Regions from separate parts of the Mus musculus genome. Here regions 1, 2, 4, 5 and 6 are each linked to region 3. Evidence: chromatin contacts called from public HiChIP or PLAC-seq and promoter capture Hi-C data. All regions are on one chromosome and are shown on one strand. Each heading gives the region's core, a stretch centred on a gene start, on an enhancer-like site or on the middle of the called end of the contact. The rest is flanking DNA. Distances are from core to core; before and after follow the strand shown.

Evidence for each region. Promoter capture Hi-C pulls out the DNA fragments that hold promoters and counts their contacts. HiChIP or PLAC-seq counts read pairs in DNA pulled down with a chosen protein or histone mark.
Region 1: an H3K27ac HiChIP or PLAC-seq map of embryonic stem cells shows a contact between it and region 3, with 5 times the contacts expected there. The contact joins the enhancer-like site here to the promoter of Fig4 in region 3. A contact is called at or near these places in 1 of 39 promoter capture datasets (hippocampal neurons), 5 of 115 datasets of contacts at active chromatin or transcription factors (embryonic forebrain, embryonic stem cells and fetal liver) and 1 of 9 other capture datasets (embryonic stem cells).
Region 2: a contact with region 3 is called in an H3K27ac HiChIP or PLAC-seq map of embryonic stem cells, with 2.6 times the contacts expected there. The contact joins the promoter of Ccdc162 here to the promoter of Fig4 in region 3. A contact is called at or near these places in 5 of 39 promoter capture datasets (the C10 cell line, the HPC-7 cell line, liver and 1 more), 5 of 115 datasets of contacts at active chromatin or transcription factors (the NIH/3T3 cell line, astrocytes, embryonic stem cells and 2 more) and 2 of 9 other capture datasets (adipose tissue and pancreatic islet).
Region 4: an H3K4me3 HiChIP or PLAC-seq map of fetal liver shows a contact between it and region 3, with 5 times the contacts expected there. The contact joins the enhancer-like site here to the promoter of Fig4 in region 3. A contact is called at or near these places in 17 of 39 promoter capture datasets (the 3T3-L1 cell line, 3T3-L1-derived adipocytes, the HPC-7 cell line and 12 more), 11 of 484 Hi-C or Micro-C datasets (the BV-2 cell line, the C2C12 cell line, the G1E-ER4 cell line and 8 more), 20 of 115 datasets of contacts at active chromatin or transcription factors (the NIH/3T3 cell line, acute myeloid leukemia, cardiomyocytes and 13 more) and 1 of 9 other capture datasets (pancreatic islet).
Region 5: a promoter capture Hi-C map of hippocampal neurons shows a contact between it and region 3, with 4 times the contacts expected there. The contact joins the enhancer-like site here to the promoter of Fig4 in region 3. A contact is called at or near these places in 5 of 39 promoter capture datasets (embryonic stem cells, hippocampal neurons, liver and 2 more), 4 of 115 datasets of contacts at active chromatin or transcription factors (bone marrow-derived macrophages, embryonic basal ganglia, embryonic limb bud and 1 more) and 1 of 9 other capture datasets (pancreatic islet).
Region 6: a contact with region 3 is called in a promoter capture Hi-C map of neural stem cells. The contact joins the enhancer-like site here to the promoter of Fig4 in region 3. A contact is called at or near these places in 23 of 39 promoter capture datasets (the 3T3-L1 cell line, 3T3-L1-derived adipocytes, the HPC-7 cell line and 15 more), 1 of 15 datasets of contacts at CTCF or cohesin (large pre-B cells), 44 of 484 Hi-C or Micro-C datasets (the BV-2 cell line, the C2C12 cell line, CD8 T cells and 31 more), 34 of 115 datasets of contacts at active chromatin or transcription factors (the 230-238 cell line, the NIH/3T3 cell line, T-cell acute lymphoblastic leukemia and 22 more) and 3 of 9 other capture datasets (adipose tissue, embryonic stem cells and pancreatic islet).

The regions. Positions count from the first base shown.
Region 1 is chr10:40,909,421-40,912,120 of GRCm38.p6, forward strand. The region is part of intron 1 of Wasf1 (WAS protein family, member 1); the gene reads left to right. Among named protein-coding and RNA genes, the nearest start is that of Wasf1, 27 kb to the left of the region's middle. Within about 2 kb of position 1,336, at least 16 of the 459 cell types and tissues checked have an H3K27ac peak or open chromatin away from gene starts, as enhancers often do. A contact at or near this core is called in embryonic stem cells, where this site is marked.
Region 2 is chr10:41,715,014-41,717,713 of GRCm38.p6, forward strand. Ccdc162 (coiled-coil domain containing 162) reads right to left here and starts at 1,450. Exons shown (of 48, transcript NM_001358562.1): 1 at 1,391-1,450.
Region 3 is chr10:41,301,905-41,304,604 of GRCm38.p6, forward strand. Fig4 (FIG4 phosphoinositide 5-phosphatase) reads right to left here and starts at 1,337. Exons shown (of 23, transcript NM_133999.1): 1 at 1,083-1,337. The coding sequence starts at 1,148. It overlaps Ak9 (adenylate kinase 9), which reads left to right and starts at 2,030. Exons shown (of 40, transcript NM_001370813.1): 1 at 2,030-2,101.
Region 4 is chr10:41,023,371-41,026,070 of GRCm38.p6, forward strand. No RefSeq gene overlaps it. Among named protein-coding and RNA genes, the nearest start is that of Gm48057, 10 kb to the right of the region's middle. Within about 2 kb of position 1,366, at least 6 of the 459 cell types and tissues checked have an H3K27ac peak or open chromatin away from gene starts, as enhancers often do. A contact at or near this core is called in fetal liver, where this site is marked.
Region 5 is chr10:40,984,217-40,986,916 of GRCm38.p6, forward strand. No RefSeq gene overlaps it. Among named protein-coding and RNA genes, the nearest start is that of Gm48057, 49 kb to the right of the region's middle. Within about 2 kb of position 1,340, at least 20 of the 459 cell types and tissues checked have an H3K27ac peak or open chromatin away from gene starts, as enhancers often do. A contact at or near this core is called in hippocampal neurons, where this site is marked.
Region 6 is chr10:41,003,306-41,006,005 of GRCm38.p6, forward strand. No RefSeq gene overlaps it. Among named protein-coding and RNA genes, the nearest start is that of Gm48057, 30 kb to the right of the region's middle. Within about 2 kb of position 1,261, at least 9 of the 459 cell types and tissues checked have an H3K27ac peak or open chromatin away from gene starts, as enhancers often do. A contact at or near this core is called in neural stem cells, where this site is marked.

The sequences.
Region 1 (2,700 bases), core at 86-2,585, 390 kb before region 3:
AGAATGGCCAGAGTCCCATTCCAGCAGGGCAGGTACTGAGGAGGACGTCTGGGTGGCGCAGTTAATCACAGCAGGTTTCTTCTCTGAGGGAGCAAAACTTAAATCTCTGGGGCTGGCAAAAGGGACACACACACACACATGCTTAAGTACTTCGTTGCTTTTCCCCTACAGTTTATATCCCCCAAAGAAACCTTCAAGCAATATAAAAATTACAGTGTGGTTACATTGTTTTTCTTCACATGAACGATTACAATGAATACAAGTAAAAAATAGCATGTTCTCTAACACCCTTCCATGATTAAACATTGTACATATTACAGGTGAAGGACTCACATGCATTCATGTCTAAGCAGCTTAATATGGATTAACAAAATGTGAAGAAGCACGGTATTTCTCAGCCAGTTCTCTTACTGGCAGGCTGCATTTTGAAGTTTCAAAAAAAGAAGCAATCATTTTTATTATTTCTCTTAAAAAGTAATCTTACCAAAAAATCTTAAAAGACACTGGGCCAACAACCAGGCAGCACACACCAGCTGATATGAGGCCCCTGACACATATACAGCAGAGGACTGTCAGGTCTGGACTCAGTGAGAGAAGACACACCTAACCCTGAGGACTTGAGCCCCAGGGAGTTAGGAGGCCTGGGGATGGCGCTATAGGATGGGGAATGGTTCCTATGGGATGGGGAATGGTTGGGTGGCAGACCAGGAGGGGAAATGAAGTCTAAACTGTAAAAAAAAAAAAAAAAAAAAAAGATTAAAGGATTTAAATTAAAAAAAAGATAAAAAACACAGGTAAGCAATTATTTGGAAAAACTGTGATGTAAAGTTTGAGCTAATTTTGTTTCAAATAAGAAAATTATGTCTTAAGACTATTCAAAATAAAATGAAAATATCCCAGAAAAAATCCTTAAAGAATCACACACCTAAACTTATATATAAAAAGCAATCAGGGTGCACAGCTACTACTCATTGACATTTAAATCGTAGAATCAGAAAGCTGAGGGCATACACGGGTACAGGAAATTAATCATCGCCCTTGATTACCAACCCATCATTAGCAAGAAAGGTGCATCAGCCAGCGATAACCAGGCCGCCATTGTTCTTGTTCCCTGGCCTCAAGGAGCCCCTCACTCAGCTATCAAAACTATGCCTTTCTGAACTTTAAGTTGTTCCCTGAGATTTTCAACATCAAGGCCACACTACCAAAAACATCTTACCGTAACTTTACTAACAACCTTCATCTCTAAGTTCTTTCCGAGGATGATGGTGGAGTCACTGATCTGCCCCAGCAGCAGTGCTTGAGAATGGCCAGTCACTGTGATTTTATGTGCCTCTGATACTGCCCAGCGAGGGGCTGGGAGCCCCGGAGAGTTTCCTTACAGCTTGTAGATTACAAGGGACATGCTGACTGTGAGGGCACCCACTTGTGTTATATTTGGAAGCCACCTCTTCACTGTGATAAGTATCCATACATTTTCTCACTTAAAAAGAAGCCAAAGGGGCTCCCAGTTCTGTTTCCTAATGTGTAAAGCCATGAGTACTGCCTTCAGAGCCTCACGCTGGACTCTCTGAGGCACGCCCATCATGCTTATGCTAATTTGTGGGCTGTCCTCTAAAGCTTCCAAAGTTGCTTGCTGTTCCTTTTGCATGCCCTGCCCCCTTCCCCAAAATTTTTATTCTGTAAAAGACATATTTTGAGAATTAAGTATTTCAGAAGTTTTGAGTTTTTCATATTTAAGTCAATAGCAACTGACCCTGGTGAAAACTTGTCCAAAAATTTTTGGAAGTCATAAAAATGTCCACACTGGAGGAAAGTTAAATTACAATATATCCTACAAGCTTTAAAGTAGGAATTAAAATGTGTTTTTCCAGTGTTGGTGAGGGAAACTAGAATATAAATTTGAGAAAAGTAGATTGTCAGTTTTAAAAGATGTTTTGGTGTGTACACTGTGTATGTGTGCATGTAGGTCAGAGGACCTCACTGGTGTGTGTGCACCTTGTATGTGTGTGTGTGCATGTAGGTCAGAGGGCCTCACTGGTGTGTGTACTCTGTGTGTGTGTGCATGTAGGTCAGAGGGCCTCACTGGTGTGTGTATTCTGTGTATGTGTGCATGTGTGTGCATGTAGGTCAGAGGGCCTCACTGGTGTGTGCACCTTGTATGTGTGTGTGTGCATGTAGGTCAGAGGGCCTCACTGGTGTGTGTACTCTGTATGTGTGTGCATGTAGGTCAGAGGGCCTCACTGGTGTGTGTACTCTGTGTGTGTGTGTGTGTGTGTGTGTGTGTGTGTGTGTGTGTGTGCGTGTGTGCATATAGGTCAGAGGGCCTCACTGGTGTGTGTACTCTGTGTGTGTGTGTGCATGTGTGTGCATGTAGGTCAGAGGGCCTCAGATGTCAGTCCTTACCTCCCACTTTGACACAGGGCCTTGTTGTCTAGGCTTCTACATGGCCAGCAAGCCTCTAGGCATTCTCCTGCCTCCACCTCCTGTCTCACTTCAGGAGCACTGGGATTGCAGATGCACCAGCTCGAAGTGGTTTCTGGAGATGGAACCCTTTACCCTTTCACAGCCAGTGAATGATCACCTCAGCCTGAGCCGCTTAAAAGTTGTGAGAGATGAATGCCAGCACTCAGATTTCAAAGCAACATCTTTTAAACTATTGAAAATAACGTTACTGTAATGATATGGCTATATAATAGA
Region 2 (2,700 bases), core at 200-2,699, 410 kb after region 3:
AAGATTTGCACCTCAACCCACTGTGGTGGTGCACACCTGCAGTACCAGTACTACAGAAGTGGAGGCAGGAGGACTCCCAGTTTGGGGACAGCCTAGAGAAACAATGTGTGTGTGGCCTAAAGTTTCTTTCCACGGAATTAGATTTCCCTTTCCTTCACAGGCTTATTGGGTGTCGTCTCCTTATTTACACAGACTCACCGAATTCCTGTTTGATACAAGAAACACTAAATGTCACAGGCAATTCGAGTGCTCAGTTTGCACACCCACCCGGTGATGATTACTATCTATGCCGAGAGGTTTGTAAATGCCTACTTAACCACTTTAGCAGAAAGCAGCAGAGAAGAAAGCTGTTCTATTGTTCTTACGCTCTGAGGCAGCTCTGTGACAACGTAGGACCGTCCGTGATCAGGTCAACAGTCTGGGTCGTAAGTTGAAAGGGCACCAGGTTGGGTGTCTGGAGATCAGAGGCTTCGTAACCACTACTCTGAAATGATTCCATCTAATTCTCCTCACTTGATCAAGTATGATAGGACACCGGAAGAGGAATGCTCCCTGGAGACGAGCAGGCAGGATCCAAGCAACCCTCGGGGGCACTGGTCGGGCTAACTGATTTACACGGTAAGTCATTCTCGGGCAAGTGATTGTTTCTTATTCGTCCTCAGCTCATTTTAACAGAAAGATGCAGCGGTGCCCAAGAAGAGCTTTCATCTTGGATGCTCTTTTGGAGAGGACTAGGGTCCAGCTGGCATTAACCCATATGTCACATCTATGAAATGCTCAGTGACTCAGCTTCAGTTAGCGCTCACTAGCGCTTCAGGAAGTCACTAACAGGTGTTCTTCACGGCACATCAATAACTCCAGCCGTGCATCTGCCCGCCCATGCGTCTTTGGTGAGATGGCTCAGTGGGTAAGGAGCTTGGGCAGCTCTCCGGGACACTCCCATGAACTGCCTCAGCTCCAGATCTGATACGCTGACCTCCATGGGCACTCACACACACACACGGCATCCACATCCACATAACCACAAATAATAAATCATTGTGAAAAAAATCAAACTTGTGTTTAATCTTAGTTTGCTATGGCTTAAAAATACTACTTTATCAACTGGCTATGGTGGCACAAACTTGGTGAGGCAGGAGGATCGTGAATTCAAGGCACGCATGAGGCCCGCGGTGTTCCGTCCCTACCCTGGTACCCCACAGGGTTTTTCAAGCCACCATCCTGAATAGTCTACTGTAGCGTGTCTCTCACGTCAACCTTACATCACCCAAAGCTGACTTCCCTCCAGTCCAGCTCTAACAAAGCAGAAATGACCACCCTGCCAGTGACCTGCTCCAGTACAGTTAATTCTAGAGCCCAACTCCCTCCAGTATTAGAAGACTCACAATACCTGCTGCTCCAAACACAGGACTGCTCTGGCTTCACAGTTTCGTGGAAGTTGAGGCTTGCCTTGGCAAGAATGGTCCGATTCCCCTGCCCCCTCCTCTCTCCCTCCCTCTCTCTTTCTAATTTCTAATTAAAGAGAACCCAAACAATTCTTTTTCAGTGAAGTGAAAAGATTAATGAAATCTTCCTGTTCCAGCAAGGAAGTTGCCCAGCAACTCCGAAGCTGCCCAGAGAACGCCCCCCCCCCCCCCCCCAGGACAGACAGCTTTGGCTCCGCCCACCCAGAGTCAGCGGCTTTGGCAAGCAGGTAACTGTGGAGGCAGATTTGTTTGCGTTAGTAACTGTGGAGTGACAAAACCATTCTTCACAGGTTCCTAGTAACTAAATGTCACCCTAACAACCAAAACAGACTCCAGCAGTAACTTGTGTGTGATCATGTTGTTTCTGCACCACAGGGTTCCACCATAGTCTTTCTCCCTTTAGGAACCTAGGATCCGAAACAAGCAAAAGCAATTTCAATTTCCACAAAGAAAGTAAGCAAATTAGAACACTCCAACTCAGTTACCGAGATTTCTACAGTTTTGGCTTTAGCCCATGTGAACTCATCTTTTACTTTTTCCACCCTGCACATAAACAAAAGCATTTTGCAGTAATTCTCAACCCGTGGATCTCGACCCCCTCCTGCGACCCTTCCACGGGGTTTGCATAACAGGTATCCTGCATATCAGAGATATTTATATTATGATTTGTAACAGTAGCAAAATTAGTTATGAGGTAGCAATGAAATCATTTTATGGTTGGGGGCTCCATAACATGAGGAACTTAACTAAGGGGCCACGGCATTAGGAAGGCTGAGAACCCCTGGTTTACAATTTTCCCTAACTGCTGACCCTTGGCTGGGCACTGTACTCCCCCACAGAAACCTAGTGAGGCAGGATTAGTAGAACCCTCATGTTACAGGGAAACCCAAGGCTCTGTGGAATTCTTGGCTTGTGCAGACAAGACTGATTTTGAACCAAGTCTATTCATATTCACTCTGAAATCTTAAGTGGTTTTTTTTTTCAAACTATCTTATACTTTTATGAGACAATTCTCAATTCTTATTTGAAACATTCAAATAGTTATAAGTGGTTACACTTTTTGTATGGTAATTTGTTTTCCCAATATATTTTCCTTGTTTTTATCCTGAGCTGGGAGTCTGGCCCAGGTCAAACCCTTTACCACTGAGTTAAAAGCCAGCCATCTATTTCACACAAAAATGATTTTATTAGTAAGTGAGCAGGTGTAGACCCTTTCCTAAGTGTTCAGGGCTGA
Region 3 (2,700 bases), core at 87-2,586:
GTGGAAACTTGGTTTAGTGGGTAAAGATTCCCAGGGCCCACTGAAAGCCCCACACAATAACACATCTCTGACCCCAGGGTTGGGGGTGCGGCGTATAGACAGGTAGAGCCTGGGCGAGGGACACTCATTGGCCAGCCAGTCTAGCAATATGGGAAGCTCCAGATTTAATGAGAGACATCTAGGGTCAACCCCTGGCCTCCAAACTCCTCCACGTGGGCACACATACCCACACACATGTACATGCACTACACACACACACAAATAAATTAAATTAAATAAAATTTCTAACAGGGTTTGTCGTCCTCAGCAACCGAGTTTTCATGGGTGCCACTGAAGACTTGTGGGAAAAGAAATTCTGTTTTATAAAGAATAGCATCTCAGCCAGGGCCTCAGAATGCTCAGCTTACCGGTGGGCTAAAATTCCCATGTGACAGTTTATTTACTCTCCTATTGAAGACTAGCCACAGTTCACTGAATATACCAAACGAGATACTCACACCCTAATATCATAGTGAAGGCCAGATTCAGATAAACCACACTATAGCAACTTTGTTTCCCAAGCACAGAAATGAGAAAAAAATAAGTTCTATTAGCACCGCTCTGCAAGCCAGAGAACTATTAACAGATGCGTCCGGGTCACAGAACCTCGAATCCCAGCAAAACAGTGCATGTGATTAAGACCAATCACGGTGATAGTATACCATGAAATCGCAAAATAGAAGCTACCTGGGCCAAGTTCACATTTTTTTTCATACCCCCTGACTTTACTGTAAGGAGTGGACTCAAGAACTTCAAGATTATGGGAAAGCAGAAAAGAGGAACTCTTTCAGAAGCTGTGTGCAGTTCCTGTGTGCCACAGCACCTGTCTGCACGCACTTCTTCCAGCCAGCCACATGTTCCTAAGCAAGACAGACCTGCAAACCATCCAGTGCTTGACTGCATGGCCCTGGCGGCCGAGCCTGCAGCGGCGCTGGGAGGAGAGGAGGGAGTACGGGGTGCTGCCTCTTCCCGACGACCCCACAGGGTGCCCCGATCCCCGCAGCGCAGTCCTCCCGCCCCGTCCCGTCGTTGTGGGTACTCACAGCTCTGGTCTCATACAGCACCAGCTTCTGGACCGAGCTGATGATGGGGGCAGCGGCCGTGGGCATGGCTCCAGCCAATGGCGGCCCCGCCACAGGGCACCAGGCCGCGGCCCAGGTCGTGACAGCGGCGGGGTTCCCCCTGGAGACAGAGCGAGGAGACCCCGCAGACCTCCAGCACACCAGACACAGCTGACAAAAACAGTGTCAGAACACCAAACGTTCAGCAGCGGGCTCGCCGGCTGCTTCCGGATTCCCTCAGCCCCGCCTCCCAACCAGCCCAGCCCAAACCGGAGGGGCGGGGCTACAGGATCACGGGGTTGCTGAGGGCGGACGCTAAGGGTGCCATCTTTCTTAAGGGCAGGCAAAAAAAAAAAAAAGAAAGAAAGAAAAAGAACCTGACTTATGTTGACCTTTAAAGAAAAGAAATCAGATGATTGGGTTCTCCTTTTGGAGCGGTTTCTCCGTGTTGTAATTGGTCTGTTTCTTCCTATATACTCTTTATTTTCCCGAAACCTGTCTCCTGGATGCCTGTGATTTTCCCCTGTTTTGTCGCCTATTTTATCTCCACGAAAGTCAATAAAGTTAATATTGTGGCTGTATGGCCCACAAATCTTTCTTAATTACATAAATGTGGCGCCTTTGGTATTTGCACATTTTATGTGTGAGGCTAACGGTCTGAATTCTAAAAGGGACCGTGCTGTGTAGGGCGAGCGCGCTGCTGTTAAGAGTCAGTTCTAGTTAAGATAAGGTTTTCGCGTTTGCTGTCTGGGCATAAGTAGGTAATATATGCACTCGCTCTGTTGGTCACCTCTACACTTTGGGAAAGGTGTTTTATAATTATGACTACATTTAAACACAGGCTTAAGAATTCACTTTGAATTACAGCTCCACCTCCCGAGGCCCCGCCCTCCAAGAGGCTCTGCACGCCGCCCACAGGTTTCCAAGGCAACCGCCTAACAGCTACCTAGAGCCTCAGTAGAGCCTCAGAAGATAGCTGCTGTCGCGTCCCCGGTCCACAGGTAAGCAGAGGCAGGGAATTGTCCACATTCTGGGTGCATTTTGCCATCAGTTGCAGGAAAGTACACTTCCGGCGGGGACCCCACACCAGTTGCTTTTCTTGCAAAGTTAAACCACGATCTCTTCATAAATCGACTTTTCAAAACCAGTTCTCCTTTTAGCTAAGGTATTTATCTCACAAATGCGGACTAAAGACTTGCCTGCCCCAAAGGGTAACAGTGGCCGCTAAAGTAGCACAGGCAGGAAGTGCTAGGTTTCACAGGGACCCCTCGCTATATTCCAGAATTCACCGCTAGAGGGCTCTCATACTGAAAAGAAAAAGGTAATTATTAAAATACAAACAAATAGCTGAAGAGGATATTAAAGTTTGCTGTAGATTCAAGGCAGGACGTTACAAGGTTTTTAGAGTATGATTATCTATTATCTATTATTGGTTTTGTTTCAGTTTGATATATCTTTTTTATTGAGAAACTAGAAAGAAAGAGGGCAGGAGTCTCAGTTATGGCATTTTATGCTGGTGGGGGGGTGGGGGGGTACGTGCGTGTGCGTGTAAGCCAGAGGCTAAGCCAGCAAGCCCCAGAGATCCACTTATCTCCATCTT
Region 4 (2,700 bases), core at 116-2,615, 280 kb before region 3:
CTGGCCTGAGACAAGGGTAGAGTCAGCAACAGTTTCCAGGCTTCCCTAGCAAAAGTTTCCAGCCCCCCAGCAATGGTTCTGGAATGTCCGTAGAGACAACTAATACATTTCATGGTCACCTACCTCTCCCTGGAATTCTCCTAATGTTCTATAAATTGGGTCTGCAAGCTCACCTGGGCACCTTCACCTTTGTAGATGAGAGACCCCAGCATGTTTCTGCTTTTGCATACAATTTGAATCTGGGGTATCATTCTTCAGTGAATCTTGGACTCTTACACTCTGCTCTTGGCTCCTGGCTGGCTTGCTCTTGGCTTTCTTCACAACTCCTTTCTTCATCTACTTGTCCTCTCTCCTCTTCCCTCTTTTCTTCCCCTCCCCTCCCCTCCCCTCCCCCCCTCCCCTCCCCTCCCCTCCCCTCCCCTCCCCTCCCCTCCCCTCCCCTCCCCTCCCCTCCCCTCTCCTCTCCTCTCCTCTCCTCTCCTCTCCTCTCCTCTCCTCTCCTCTCCTCTCCTCTCCTCTCCTCTCTTCCTCTCTTATAGACTTACCCCTCCTCTCAGTGGCCTAATTCAGTGTGGACCTTTTCAGGTGCCTCTGGCTGTACATTCCCTCATATCTAGAAACAAACAAGCAAACAAAACAGAAAGCCAAAAGCCCATCTTCTCAACCATACCTTGGAGCAGTCTTGTCCTCATTTTCATTCAAAACAGTTGTCTAGCAAGACACAGTGTCACACATCTGTGATCACAGCATTCTAGATCAAGGCAGATGGATCCTGGATTTCCCTCTAGCCTGAGTTACACAGTGAGACTGTATCAGAAAACAAAAACAAACAAAAACCAAAGGAAGTTAAAAAAAAAGCCTGAGATCAATAATAGATTGTGTGTGTGCTCGCGCATGAGAGACAGAGACAGAGACAGAGACAGAGACAGAGACAGAGACTGAGAGAGGCAGACAGACAGACAGACAGACAGACAGACAGGCAGGCAGAGACACAGAGAGAACAGCAGGGCAGGAGATCAGATATGTACTAAACAAGCATTCTTTTTGTGAATTGGACATGCTTTGACATCTAATGGCCCCCTGGAGGGACTGGTCCTCCCAGGGCTAGCTATTGAACAACTTATAGAAACATGCCTTTCCCCATAGCCCAGCTGATCTGAAGCCTGTATCCCCAGCTGCTGCTTCTATCCAACTCTCTCATATCAAGCCAAATAGCCTCCTGCCCAGTGCTGGACCACTGAAAGGCTGGGTGCTAGCTGCTTGGCCTGTTGAAGTCACTCCTAAACTGCCTTTTCCTGCCTTCCCTTTGCTTCTACTAAAGGCTTTGCTTTGCTTTGCTTTTGACCCGGGCTTTTCCTCCTCCTGACCCATCCCATGCCTTTCCATGGGGAGCTGCATAGTGGCCATGCCTTCTGCTGCTAGCAACCTGAGAGCTAAGATTTCCTCCTTCATAATGGACATTTCCAGGTCTGTGTGCCTCACCACATTGTTATATTAAAACAAATTCAGGGGAATTCTCACACTGGCTGCCTGTAGAAGAACAAGAGAAGTGTGCTTTGTTCCTAACACTTTGGATTTGTGTGTCCATGTGCTTTGTAGTTGAGAGAACCTTGCCAGGGCAGGAAGACTCAGTACTGGTCCCAAGAGCAGTTATCTCTGTGGGCCACAGGCATAAAAGTGGGCACTTGTCAGAGCGTGCTGGGATACTGTCAGCTGGACCCTTTGTTATCTTTGTTGACTTTCTTAATGAGAGCTAAAGATAGCAGGAGGACTTTTTTTTTTTTTTTTACCTAGAGCCAATCTCATTTGGTGACCAATTTAGGGGACTATAGTGTAATCTTGGGCTTTTGTGGAAGTGAATTCATTAGGTTTGCTGCCACCTGATCAGTCACCTTAGCCAGAACCTCACTGAGGGGTTCAGGGGAGGCATGCACAATGCCCAGAAAGACTATCTCTTCTGTTTCATGCAGTAGATGGCGCCCATCACTATGGCTGTGACTTTTCTCACCTTCTGCTACTTATCTTTTAAGTCATTTTGAGTAGCTACAGAATGAATACCATTTTTTTTTTCTAAACTTGAGACAGGGTCTTGCTATTACATAGCTCTGGCTGTGCTGAAACTTGCTATGCAGGCCAGATTGATCTTGAATTCCCAGAGATCTGACTGCCTCTACCCCCCTAGTGCTGGGGTTAAAGGTGCTTGCTACCATGCCTGGCTGTGAATGGCTCTTAGTGTTTTTGTTTTGATGGTCTACTGCTGATAACTAACTGTGTTTATTCTTTGCTCTCCTGGTTGTTTCTAGGGTCTTTGGACAGGAATGAGAGCCATTCCCTTGGTGGTGAGATCACCAAAAGCCACCACACTTGAGAAAGAGTGACATGTGGAGTAGAGGTCATTTGTGCGACTCTACAGAAGCTGTAGAGGCTGAACTGAAATTCATTCTAACGTGGAAGAAGACTTGTCATTAGTACAGAAGCCTTGAAAAGACAGTTCAACTTTTGACTGTATACACGACAGAGCAGTGACCTAATGTTTATTTCCCCAGGATATTAGACAGAATTATGTTTTATAAAACTTTCCCCTTGGGGGAGTTTTAACTGCTTTTTAAATTAAGTTCTTGTTACTTTTGCTAAAAATTTGAAAATGCCAGCTTTGGTATGTGCCTCCTCTGTCCCCCACTGTGAGATTTCTCAGAAGCT
Region 5 (2,700 bases), core at 90-2,589, 320 kb before region 3:
ATTGGAAATCATTTTTCCATTAACAACCTAAGCCTAAAAGAAGCCTTGAGACAGCATGCTTCCGTGGTTGGTTCACTAACAGGTCACAATCATGTATTAATATTGGCGATGCTGGGTTTCTACGGAGACCGGTGACCTACATCAGTTCATTGGCAATGCAGCAGACACAGAGACTAGAGAGAAACATACACTCAGGGTTATGCTTAAGCTCTGATCTCTGCACAGCTGACTCCATGAAGGAAGCACTACTCAGGCCAAAGGTAAAACAAAGGCCCACTCCACCAAAGCGCATAGATGTGGGAAAGTCTCTAAATGCGCTCACCTTGTTCCTTGCTTCTGTAGTTCTGTTTCTGTTCTTGTTAACTGAAGAATGTCAACCCACAATTTTTTTTTTTTTTGTACTTAAACTCTCACCCTGAGAATGGCTCAGTGCTGCACTGAGATTTCAAATACTGAGTGTAGTCACCACCCAGCTAATAAAGACTTTCAATTGGCTTACCTCCATGTCTGAGCAATCTTCTCTGGTTGATATCCCACAAAGAACAGATGGTCGACATTAAACCAACTCAAGGGAAATAAAGATGGCAGAGATCTGTCATAGATACATGTCATGTGTGACCCTTGGTCTGTTTCCAATATTGAAAACATAGAAGAGTGGTCCCATTGATGGCTGAGCAGATACGCCTGGTAGTCTAAGTGTAAGTCCTGGCACCCACGTGACAGAAGAAAAGATCCAACCCCTGCAAGTTATCCTCTGTCCTCCACATGCATGCTGTCACAGGGGGATGTGTGAGCACTCCCACACACATATAATTTTTAAAAATTAACAACAGAACTGGAGACCAGAGAGAACTAGATCATCCTACATTGTAGTTAAGCTGATAGATTAAGTAAATGAAAGAGAATATTCAGGACAGTGGACCATGAGGAGAAGCCTGGTAAAGTCGAGCTAAGGCTTGAAGGCCTGTGGACCCTCAAGGAACGGTAGGCACCTCACCAGCCTCCCATAGAGAGAATTGTGGCCAGCAGTCACGTATTGGCGGTGCCCTCAAGTCCCTCCACATGCAGATGAGGCATCCCTAACATCTCAGACCAAGTCCTGCTGTCAGACCCCAACCCACCCCCAAACTATGTATAAGGTCCTACCCAGAAGGAATAAAGAGCATCTGTCGCATAAGAGCTGTAACACTGCCTGGGAAGAGAATGCTCTCCAGAAGTCGTCGTCCCCCCCCCCCCCCCCCCCCCCGCACTCCGCACTCTGCTCGCTCTCTAGCCAGCCCTCTGCTGTCTCAGCTCAGCTTGGCTGGGCTCAGCTCGGCTGGGCTCAGTGCAGCCAGTGCAGCGTCTACGAGCAACAGCGGCTGCCAGCTGCCGTGAGCAGTGGTGCCAGAGCAGTGGCAGAGGGGGCAGAGGCAGCAGAGCGGGCAGAGGCAGCAGCAGCAGCAGCAGCAGAGGTGGTAGAGGCACTTCCCCCTCTCGGCTCCTGCCCTTTCCCCTTTGCTTGAACCCTCCCACCTGGCCAGAGATTTCTGGGCTGAGAGCCTCCAGTACACAGACCAGCAAGAATATTACAAACAACAACAACAACAACAACAACAATTTCAATTATATGTGGAACATTAAAAATAAACTCCATTAGGTAGCCAGTTACTGATAAATGCACTCAGAAGTAAACAATAAAAAGCACTGCTAAACAATTCCTCAAAAATAACATTCCACCATATAACCACTGAGTCGAGATCATGAAGGTATTTACGAAGTGTTTACTGAGGCATCAAGGTGAATTTTTTTAAATGTACAGATCTAAATTCATTTCTCAGAAAGCATGAACAAATGGAAGAAGTTGAGAAAGAATGACAGAGCAAAGAAGGAAATGATGATTTTAAGATCAGGACTCGAGGCTAGAGAGATGGCTCAGCGGTTAAGAGCGCTGACTGCTCTTCCTAGAGTCAATTCCCAGCAACCACATGGTGGCTCACAACCATCTGTAATGGCATACAATGCCCTTTTCCGCTGGGTCTGAAGACAGCTACAGTGTACCCACATATATAAAATAAATAAATATGTTTTTAAAAGATGAGGACTCAATAAAACTGTGAACAACAGCAACAACAAATTGCCAGCTTTGGTAGGTTTCTTGAAGCCATTGGCAAGACAGATCTCTGATAAGATTTATCAAGGAATAAAAAAGAGAGCAGGTGACTTAAAATCCAGAATGGAAAGAGGGAAATGACTGTGACACAGAGCACGATGAGCATAGATGAGAACAGAAACCCATTCACCCCTGAATTTGAAAGTCAAGAAGGGTACAGTGTAAAGGTGTAGGTTTTTAACTTCTTACAGGAAAAACGGAGAGCTTGAACTAGATAGTGTATTGGTCAACATTCCATTGCTTAAAAAAAAATGTCTCACAGTTTTCAAGGTCACAGGCACTGAGCAAAAGAGCCTGTAGGGAGACAAGCCACTATGGCGGGATCATGTGTCACAAACAAGGGAACAAAAAATGGAGAAGAAGAGAGGGTGTGTGTCACTCTTCCAGCAGAGAGGATCCCCAATATCGACTACTATCCTCCCACCAGGCCCACACCCTTCAGATTACACCACCTCCCAATAGCGCATCGTGGTGAGCAAGCCTTTAAGAGATCTTCAGGGACAGTCAACATCTAAATGATAGCACAGTGATGCCCAGTTACATTAGTT
Region 6 (2,700 bases), core at 11-2,510, 300 kb before region 3:
ATCAGACTCAAAACTCCAGCCTTGAGGCTCAGAGCACAGAACACTGGCCCTCCACATACTCCATATGTCCAAGCACAGGATTATTAGTCATGGGACTGGAATTTGAAGCTTAGACACAGGGCTTCTAACTCCATGTTCTGCCACAGGTTGCCCCATTTCTTCAGCCGTTGTGTCCATCCTGAGGTCCGTGAGTCATACACATCCCAGGCAGCAAAAGTGAGGCCCAGCACACTTGTAGAAGACAGTGTCATATTGCAGTGTCAAACATAGGCACTCCTACTAGAGAGAGCTCTGCTGTCTGTTTATGGAGTGTGATATTCAGTCAGCTTCCGTGTGACAATCTGGCTGCAGCTGAGCTGTGGTCTCCTGCCATGGTTCATAGCTATGTTGAGGAGTTACTCAGAATTCACCATTGGTCCTGTGGAATGATAATCTCAGATTCAGTCTCATTATTACTCTGAGTGAAAGAACCTGGGCAGCCTGGTTCCACCTTGTGGACATGGGCAGTTTGGCATGTCCACTCATACTGGAGAGGCCCATGAGGAGCTGAAGCCCCAACCAGAAAGCCCCAGATAGCAAACACTCCGAATCTCCAACCATTCGAGTATCTATGTGACATAAGTAGAAAACCATGAAATTTGTTTCGTGCACAAAATTGTGAAAAATTACTCAGGTTTTGTGGAAAAATGCATACATAAAACATAAGGGAATTTTGTGTCTAGATTCATGTCCCAGCTCAGAGACATCTCATTACATTTGTGCAGATTAGATTAGATTCGATTAGATTTTATTTTCTGTGCACTATGTGGGCATAAGTTACAGATGGCTGTAAGCTGCCTGGTGTGAGTTCTGGGAACTGAACTTGGGTCCTCTGCAAGAGCAGAATTCATTCATAACCAGCACACACCATCCAGCTAGCCCTAGTCCCAAGTACTGCAAAAGAGACACGCTGGCTGCATAGAGTCATCTAGTCATTTAAGTATTCCTTTGAAGGCGAGAGGCTGGCAATGAAAGGTGATTTTTGACTCTGCTGGCTGGTTGTGTAGACCTGGCACATTTTGCAATGTCCAAGAGGACTTTGGCTTTTCTGAGTTTTCAGCATCAGTAAAAGACTACGTATATTACGGTAATTATATTACAGTAATTACGGTATATTAGTACCTAATGGAATTTTACTTGGGAGATCAGGCACTCTGCATGACCAACAGATGGCAGTGTTGACCTGCTTTAGACAATGCTGTCAGCAGCACAGTATTGCTCCTGCCCGTGGGTGAGATACCCAGTAACAGACCAGGCTGAGATGCATATAGTTTTCCAGTCCTCTCTCTCTCCCTACCAACCTGCCCCCACTACAGAGTCACTTGGTTAAGTGTCTTCTTCCAGAAAGACGTGCTTCCATCTCTGAGGGGGAAAGGGCTGAGAGCACAGAAGAGCAGAACAGACCGGCTGGGCTTGTTGGCGTCATTTCTTCACATAAAATAAAATAAAATAAAATAAAATAAAATAAAATAAAATAAAATAAAATAAACGTTTGAAATGCTTCTCTTGCACCTGAATTTATTGTTAAAGTGTAGAAAGTCTCAGAGTAGGAGATGAACCTGTTCAGGCAGGCCTGAGGGTGACCTGCTTAGCATGGACCATTGGCTATGAGATGAGAAGGGGGTCAGCAGGGTGAGGGCCTGAAAGGATGGCCCAGGCATGGTGCAGGCAGGAGGGAAAACACACCAAGCTGCAGAGACAGGACTAGAACTGAAAAGGCCAGTGACAACACTGAGTGGTAGCCCTGTAAGGGTTTCCTGTGTGCCAGGCTCCGTTGGAAGTTTTAGTTATTATTTTTTAAAAGATTTGTTTGTTTGTTTATTTATTATATGTGTATAAATACATAGTCACTATCTTCAGACACACCAGAAGACAGTGTAGACAGTGTCATATTGCAGATGGTCAGATGGTCGTGAGCCACTATGTGGTTGCTAGGATTTGAACTCAGGACCTCTGGAAGGGCAGCCAGTACTCTTAACTGCTGAACCATCTCTCCAGCCACACACTGGAAGCTTTTTGTAAGAGTGGTTTCATCTATTCCGTACCATCACCAAGGAGGTGGACACTATGATTGTATCCATGTGACAGCTTCAGAGAAGGAGGTCAGCTACAGTGAGGCCCAACACACTTGTAGAAGACAGTGTCATATTGCAGTGTCAAAAAATAGACACCCTTGCTGGGTGTGGTGGCGCACGCCTTTAATCCCAGCACTTGGGAGGCAGAGGCAGGCAGATTTCTGAGTTCAAGGCCAGCCTGGTCTACAGAGTGAGTTCCAGGACAGCCAAGGCTATACAGAGAAACCCTGTTTTAAAAAAGAAAAAAAAATAGACATCTTTGCTAGAGAGAGCTGTGTTGTCTGTTTGAGGAGGAGGAGGAGGAGGAGGAGTGTGGTATTTGGTCAGCTTCCGTGTGACAATCTTGTTGCAGCTGAGCTGTGATCTCCTGGCATGGTTCATAGCTATGTTGAGGAGTTACTCAGAATTCACCGTTGTTTACAGGTTACACTTGGTCCTTTGCAATGCTAATCTTACATTCTGTCTCACCAGTACTTGTGAATGAACCTGGGTGCCCTGACCTATCTTGTGAACATGGGCTGCCTGGCGTGTACACTCACGTGGGGAGGCCAATGAGGAGCGAAAGCCTAGGATATCATTTAATGCA